Regions from separate parts of the Mus musculus genome. Here region 2 is linked to region 1. A link is a contact called in public HiChIP or PLAC-seq data. All regions are on one chromosome and are shown on one strand. Each heading gives the region's core, a stretch centred on a gene start, on an enhancer-like site or on the middle of the called end of the contact. The rest is flanking DNA. Distances are from core to core; before and after follow the strand shown.

Region 1 (4,281 bases), core at 1,281-3,780:
AAAAGATTTATTTATTATTACACAAGTACAGTGTACTTATTATTTATTATATAAGTACTTATTATTATATAAGTACACTGTAACTGTCTTCAGATGCACCAGAAGAGGGCGTCAGATCTCATTACGGATGGTTGTGAGCCACTATGCGGTTGCTGGGATTTGAACTCAGGTCCTCTAGAAGAGCAACCAGTGTTCTTAACTGCTAAGCCCATCTTCAGGTCTCTAAAATCAGTGTATTTCTGATAGCAGTTTGGCAATCTGTATAAAAGCTTTACACATATACATATCTTGGGATTTACAATTTTATTATTTGTATGTAATGTAAATATGTGAGGACAGGAGTGTGTCACTGTATGTGTGTAGAGATCAGAGGACAACATCTGAAGTTGGTGGAACTCAGGCTATAAGTAATTTTACCTGATGAGTCATCTTATCAACCTTGAAGAAAGAAACAGTTTCTCATGTAGCCCAGACTGACCTCAAATTTGCTATGTAGCTGAACATGACCTTGAACTGATCTTGTATCCTCCTTTTTGCTGGCTTGGCACTGTGTTCTTTGCTTTTCTGTGGCTTTTGTATTAACAACAAGTTAATTAAGTAACTTTCTATAAAAGTGAGAAAGTTTACACTTAGTTGCAGTCTATTTCCCTTTTCTGTTTTCTTCAAATCTCATCATTTAGCTTGGTTCCTAGCTGCCTGGTTCAGCTTGATAGCCAGGTGTGAGAGTACACAGGCCAGATAAGGATCTTTTTATATGTTTAGCACCAGGGTTGCCTTGGAGCCTGGAGAATCTATTTGGTGTATCTGCTCGAGGGCCAGCTACTAACTCTCAGGCCTAATCTGAGAAATAAGATCAAGGGTAAATAAATGGAGCAGGCAGAGCTGTGCTCTGGAGGAAAATGATGAAAAGTGTAAGCTAACGGGGGTGGGGTGACAGGGACCTGCAGTTAGGATGGGAGTGAAATGGATGCCTTTGGTACATCATCAGTCTAGTAATGTCATCCAATGCAGCCGCAGCCTATTCTATTACTGAGTTCTGTGGGAAAGAGAAAGGATGGAACTTTGTTCATGCGCCCAAGAATCGAGCTGCTTTTATTATCAAAGACTTTTACAGCATTAGCAGTATGATGCCAAGACTTTACAGATAATATACACAATAACATGTTAGTGTTGGACAAGGCATACAAAATTATACAAGTAATCATATTCAACATGAAGTTTCAAATATCGAAGTTATAAGAAATATGATTTTGATGCTTGCTTTGATCTTTTAATTCATGATAAGTATATTTGCTTCAATTTATATAGAATGTTTTGGGTATTTTTCTTCACTTCCCCCCACCCCCGAAACAGGGTTTCTTTGTGTAGCCTTGGCTATCCCTAGAACCAGCTCTGTAGATTAGGCTGGCCTCCAACTCAAAGATCTGCCTCCTGAATTCTGGGATTAAAGGCATGCACCATCACTGACTGGAAAACTTAAAAGTTTTAAACCTAATCATTTTTATTTATATAGATATTTTATGCATTTTAGTATTTTGCCTGCTTGTATGTCTGTGTACCTTGTGCGTGCCTCTGGACCATGTGCAGTGCCTGTGGAGGTCAGAAGAGGGAATCAGATCCCTTGGAACTGGAGTTCCAGGTGGTTGTAAATCACTATGTGGGTACTAGGAAACTAACCCAGTTCTCCTTGCAAGAGTAGCCTGTGCTTGTAATGGCTGAACAATCTCTAGCCTTCGTGTAATATTTTATGGCTCTGTTCACATGTCATTAAATATTATCTTATAGAAAATTTCCATTTTAAAGATGAATGTAGCACTGGGAATGTGATCCAGTTGGTAGAGTGTGCTTGTCTATAGTGCAAGAATCTCTCAACTCAATCCTAGTACTGCATAGAGCAGGCCTAGTGTTAGCCACTTTTAATCCTAGCACTGAGGATATAAAGTCAGGAGGACCAAAAGTTCAGTCTTCTACTACATCGTGAGTTTATTAAGGCCAGCTTGGGCTACCTGAGAACTTACCAAAAAAAGATAAGCAGCAGATGGTCAGAGCAATGCAAATTTGATAGTGGATCAGTATATATCTTCTTTTTGGAGAAACATACATTCCTGTCATCTTCCACTACTGTTTTTTTTAAGACAGACTTGCTGTTTCGTCCTGGCTAACCTAGAACATGCAGGCTATGACCATTTAATTAATCCTCCTGTCTCAGCCTCCTGAGTGGAAATTACAGACATGTACAACCACAACCAGCCTGTAATTTTCTGTTTTAAAGATAGTTGGGAGCATGCTGAAGCTATAGCGTTGCAGTTGTTTTTAAAGATTGCATAGTTAATCAAATTTGGGATTGAGTAAACCAGAGTTCATTAAAGCCAGAGGGGTTGACATTTAGAGATAGCTACTTTAGTTCCACTTCCCCCAAGACAGCAAGAAATACTCTGTAACTGAAAGATGATTATTTTTAGCTTTCCGTTGGGCAGTAAGGCAGAGTGGCAAAAGTGCAGTCATTAGCTGAGCTCTGTGTTCTGTATCAGGCCTCACAAGCCTTGCTTTTGTATGCCTAGGATTTGGCTTCCGGTGTCCTAAGTTTGTATACACAATGTGGTTCCTCTTTTTTTCTTTTTGATTTAGTTCATATTTTTGTGGAATAATTTGTAAAAACTTTAAAGAGTGGACTTTCTATAACTCCTTCTCTGTGTATTCTGTATGTCTAGGTCTTGTTTGTCTTTCCTAGAGATAGGCCTTTGGCAGCTTAAACTTACTAAGGAAGAGTGTTGAAAAGTCATCTCCCCTAAGGGCCATAAGTACTCCCTGCAAACATCATCAGCCCTTAGTGATGCACACCACCAGAATATGAAACCATCAAGGTTTCAAAATGACACAGAAGATGTGTTGGGAATTTTCATGTCTTCTATTTACACTTGAGAGCCGAGAGCAAGTTATATAACATTACAGATCACTGAGTGGCTATTGCACTAACTGAGGGACAGTTCTCCTATACCCCACATAACCAGTATTTGAATTCCTTTCTTAGCAAAGATTCAAAATATTGTGCATATAGAACTTTAAGAATTCAGAATTGATGACAGTTACTTAAAACACTGGTGATTTAGCTTCAAACCCGAGACCTTAATGTTACTTCCTGTTTCATTTAGGAAAGCAAAGATCTCCTATTCGTGTATTGAAATCAATGCCTTTAATAAGTTATTCTTTACCTAAACTTGTTGTAGTCTGGCCTCTATATCTACATGCTGTTATAGACTGTGACAAGTTTAGGCATGATTTGTTAAATATATGAATAAATAAAAAGTTAAATAATGGGGTTTGTTGTGATATTCTCATACATACATGCCCAGGTTGTTAGTTTGATGGCAAATGCCTTTACTCACTGAGCCATTTTGGTACCGGCCACTTTTTGACCTTTCATTTTTATTGTAGCACTATCTCGATTTTGGTTTGCATTTCGCAGTTAAGACTGTTGAACATCTTTTAACAGATTTTGAGCTACCTATGTCCTTGCCTTATTTAAGATCTTTTTTGCTCAGTAATTTTTAAAAGATAGCCTCATTTTATTTTAAGAACCTAAGTTCTTAATTTTTTTAAAGTCCAATTCATTAGTGGTCATCTGGCCTCTTAAGTGTTCACTTTGATTTTGCCATTTTTAAGTGAAATACTTAAGTTCAACTCTGTGATATTAGCAAATGGACTTTAATGTTATTTTCTATTTCATTTAGAAAAATAAAGCTCTCCTATTTGTGTAAAGAAATCAGTCTTTAATAAATCATTCTTTACCTAACCCTGTTACAGTCTGACTTGTGTATTTCCATAGCAGATCTCCTCAACAGTAACAGTATGGTAGTTCCCTCCGTACTGCTTTCTCCCCTGCTAGGTCTAGTCAACGCCTAGTTTATTTTGTATCTCTAAGAATTTGCCTAGTTTAGGCATCTTTTACAGGTAGAATCGTACACTGTCTTTTTATATCCAGTTTATTTCACTGGGCATAATGATCTATATTTGTCCACATTGTACAATCTATCAGAATTCCATTCTATTGCATTTTATGCAAAATAATATCCACATCACATTTTCTCCATTCTTCTTCTGTTCGCTGACAGGTTATTTCACCTTTCATTTGTAGATACATTTTATGAGCATTTCTGTATATGCAAGAATCCTTTTGGTCCACACACCCAGAAGTAGGATTACTGGTCTCTATGGTAATTTTGTGTCACCAAACTATTCTATAGTGGATATGCGGCAGCACTTATTTTACATTCCTACCAC
Region 2 (3,835 bases), core at 876-3,375, 780 kb before region 1:
AACCCTTCAGGAGTTTCTAGCCTCCTTAGCTGAGTTTCCTCCACCTCAGCTATGGTTCTGTAAGCCTTAGTCACCTCCTTGCTTTTACCCAGCACCCTGTGCAGTGCCTGTTGTGTTTACCATGTGGATTTAAGAGGCACAGGTTGCGGTGACTCACTTCGAGGCAGGCTCTCTCCGGGTAACCAGATGCCCGATGAGTAACAAAGAGTGGGAATAGGTAGGCACAGTGGCTCTGTGAGCCGGGAGAGAGGCATGGAAGCTGGGCAGAGGGTGCTGGACTTTTAGACTTCAGAGTCCAGAGGCATCCCCAGCCCACCAACCTATTCACACAGTCTATGTATTCTGTCCTTTTGCTGAAGATGAGGTACGGGACAACTGGTTTCCCAAGTGCCAGAGGAAGGGACATGGTGTCACCGCACACTTGATTTTCATGCAGACCTCAGGTCATTTGCAGATGGTGTTGGGCGGAGCAGCCATGGGCCTCGGTGTCCACCAATGGTGAGCCACTTCTGAGCACTGCCAAGGTCATGTCAGTGCCCCATCCACTCAACTGCCTTAAGTCTGTCCTTTGTACATGAAGAGGTTTTTCTATACCTCCTCACAACCCATGACTTTGTCTGCAGAAAACCCTTTTTTTTTTCCTCTGTGTAGCATATGCAGGGGCTGTGAGCTGTAGTGGAAGATGAGTGGGTGGTGTGGCTTCGTTTGGGTCTCAGAAGATGAATTATTAGGAAGTGAGGCCTCTTGACACCACACACTGACACTGAGAATGGAAAGCCAGCCTTCCTCACCTGAGTCACAAGGTCTCCTTCTGCTTCCAGAATTGCTCCCCTCTAGCCTCGATTACTGCCACCCCCCATACCCGCCCCACACCCACTTGTTTCTGAGACAGAGTTTCGAGTAGTCCAGGCTGGCCTTGAACTCAGTATGAAGTTGAAGATATTGAGTTCAACTTTGAACTTGTGATCCTCCTGCCTCTGCCTCTCAAGTGCTGGGGTTCCAGTCTCTGGTTTATGGGGTACTGGGGATCAGACATAGGGCCCAGAGCTTTGTGCAGGGTAAACAGGCAACTGAGGCACCTCCCATCTCTTGGGGTGATCAGCCCTTCCCTGCCCAGACCCTGTCCCTTGGCTTCTGATCCTGTGCCTGGCTTGTCCCCTGGTATCTGTACAGTATCAGTGCCCCCTGTTCCTTGGCCTGACCCTTGGGGCTCTGATGCTCGGCTTCCACCAGTCTCAAGTTGGATTTGCTGCAAGTCTGAGCAGTCAAGGACAGCTACCACGTGAGAGAGGGAGGTCTGTAAAAACTGCTGTAGCTCAAAATAGCCACAGTGTCCAGAGAAGCCAAGAACGCTGTTGTCCCCCACTTTGCTGTCACTACTGAGCATCCTCTGTCCCTGTGTCCCCTCAGTCCACCAGCATGTCAGGATCTTGGCATGGACCACAGTGTGTCAAAATAATGTGTGTGGTCTTTTTTTCTTAGGCCCAAACAGGAAATCCCTCATAGTCTAGGCTTGGTAGACTGAGCTCTGGGTAGAGAAGGTCAATCTACCAAGAAGGTCAAGTCAACCATTCCTGTCTCTCCTCTGGATGCTAGGGAGGTCCTTGTCCTCATGCAAGTTCTGGCTCTTCTCTGTCTCTGATTCTAAAACAGAATGCTTGGGCCCTTGTGTCCTACTTTGTGGCTGGTGACTTCATAGGGTGACAATGACAGTTGGGCTTTGGTTAGGAAAAGGAAACTGGAATTCTGGAGATATAAGTGACCCTGAGGTTGAGAAAAACCCACACTAAGGAGAAAGAAACTTAATATAATACCACATAGACCAAGGCACACTATTCTGTATGCATAGGGGTGTGTGTGTGTGTGTGTGTGTGTGTGTACGTGCGTGCGTGCGTGTGCACACGCCAGTAGTCTCTGGTGTCTGTCTCCTCAGAGCTGGGCGACTCGAGTTGCCACACCTGGACTGTTATGTGAATGCTGGGAATTGAACTCAGGGCCTCATGACTGTGGGAGATAATTTACCTGCAGAGCCATCTCCCCAGCCCACCGTAGTCCTTTGCAAACTGGCTTATCAGTTCCCATGGATTGATTTTTTTGTTCACCTTCAAAGCACTTGCTCAAGAGTAATAGCTTGGTAATTGTTTGTTGACGGAAAGGCGGGTGAACGTCATTTGGGAATCCTGACTGCTAGGCTGTTTGAAAGACATGATTTCCATTGTGAATTCTTTGCACGTGGGAACGATTTTCCTGTGGGATGCTTGCCTGGAGGGAAAAATGTTTTGCGGTAGCAGGTTTGAAAAATGGAGCCATTTTGCTCTGACGGAAGCTGGGTGACCTAGGGCAAGTGCCTGGGACCCCTGATCCTCATCTGTAAAGTGGGAGGGGCAGGGGCAGCCCCACTAACTTCTGGCAGCCTTGAGACTCTGACTTCTGGGGGGGAGGTGCACAGAGCTAGAGTCCTCTGAAGTAGGAAGAATGCCTTTGTGCCAATGAGGAACACTGATATGGGGGCTCAGAAAGGAAGCCAGGAGACACACACACACACACACACACACACACACACACACACGGAAAGGAGAATGGGGGTAAGAAAGGAAAAAAAAACATGCTTCATGGACGGGATGAGTAAAAGTCAATGGGCTGAGAAAACCCAGCTCTGAACTTCACATGACCCCGCGTGCTGCCTGCAGTTGCGACATCAAATGCCCCTTGAGTACTCTCAGCCGGCCAGTGATGTCAGCAGGCTGTGGCCCCACAGGAAGCAGGGCTGCCATCAGGATGGCTCAACATAGCCAGCTCCTCCTCCACACTTGAAACCACAGCTCTCCAGGGCAGTCAGAGGGGGACCCGGCTCAACTCTGGAAAACAAGCTCTCGCTCATCCCTTGGTGGTGTTCATGCAGGCAAGAGCTGCTCCCCCCAGAACTGCTCCGTTACAGGCTACCCTGTCTGGAACCAGTATGTTCCTTCAGGGGTGCTGGTACCAAGTGCTTTTGCTTTTCTGAGACCAGATCTTGCTAGATAGCCCAGGCAGGCCTCAAGTTCACCTTGGCCTTTTGTCAAGGCTTCCTTGGTGTTGGGATTATAGGTGTGGCCCTGAGTTCAGATAACTTGAGTCTACCTGCAGACAGATGCAGTGTTTATCCGTAACCCCGGTAAAATTAGAGCTGTCCCTGCAAAGTCACAGGCACAGGCTGCAACAAACACCAAAAGACCATCTCAGATGACCTGCACACACATGCGCCTGCATTGAAACGAACGTGTACACACATGCACGCACATCAGGACACAAGACTGTAAACACTGACAGCCTTGCTGACGTGTAACCTGTCTGTCATGAAACAGCCTCAGAGTATGACGGACGCTCCATGTGCTAATGAGTTTGGACAACCATCAGCACTGACCGATTAATTTCCTTCACCATTAAAACAACTCCTCCCCCAGAACTCCCCCAGAAGTCACTCCTACCCCTCTCCTTGGCTTTGGCATCGTCACCTTCTTTCTGTCCCGTGGATTTGTCTTTTTCAGGATGGCTTGTGGACTTCACCAACACACGCTCTTCTGACCTGCATCTTTGGCGTAGCTTGCTGTAGTATGCATCGGCAGCGCCTCGATTCTTTTATGTGACCATATAGTACTCCACGGCAGAGGCTTATCACCTTTTGCTTGTCAGTTTTTCAGATGAGTGGTTTTTTCTCTTTTGGCTCTTATGAATAAGACTGTAACAGCTATGTGTCTGCCTTATTTCTTGCATGTTTTTTCATTTATCCTTAGTAGATACCTAGCAGTGGGTTATCAGGGATGTGTGAGGGTTTCAGTCTCTCCACACTTGCTGA

The links. HiChIP or PLAC-seq counts read pairs in DNA pulled down with a chosen protein or histone mark.
Region 2: an H3K27ac HiChIP or PLAC-seq map of microglia shows a contact between it and region 1, with 4 times the contacts expected there. The contact joins two enhancer-like sites. A contact is called at or near these places in 1 of 115 datasets of contacts at active chromatin or transcription factors (microglia) and 1 of 9 other capture datasets (embryonic stem cells).

The regions. Positions count from the first base shown.
Region 1 is chr9:62,931,355-62,935,635 of GRCm38.p6, reverse strand. The region is part of intron 2 of Pias1 (protein inhibitor of activated STAT 1); the gene reads left to right. Among named protein-coding and RNA genes, the nearest start is that of Gm35574, 47 kb to the left of the region's middle. Within about 2 kb of position 2,530, at least 68 of the 459 cell types and tissues checked have an H3K27ac peak or open chromatin away from gene starts, as enhancers often do. A contact at or near this core is called in microglia, where this site is marked.
Region 2 is chr9:63,715,236-63,719,070 of GRCm38.p6, reverse strand. The region is part of intron 1 of Smad3 (SMAD family member 3); the gene reads left to right. Among named protein-coding and RNA genes, the nearest start is that of Gm51710, 14 kb to the left of the region's middle. Within about 2 kb of position 2,125, at least 159 of the 459 cell types and tissues checked have an H3K27ac peak or open chromatin away from gene starts, as enhancers often do. A contact at or near this core is called in microglia, where this site is marked.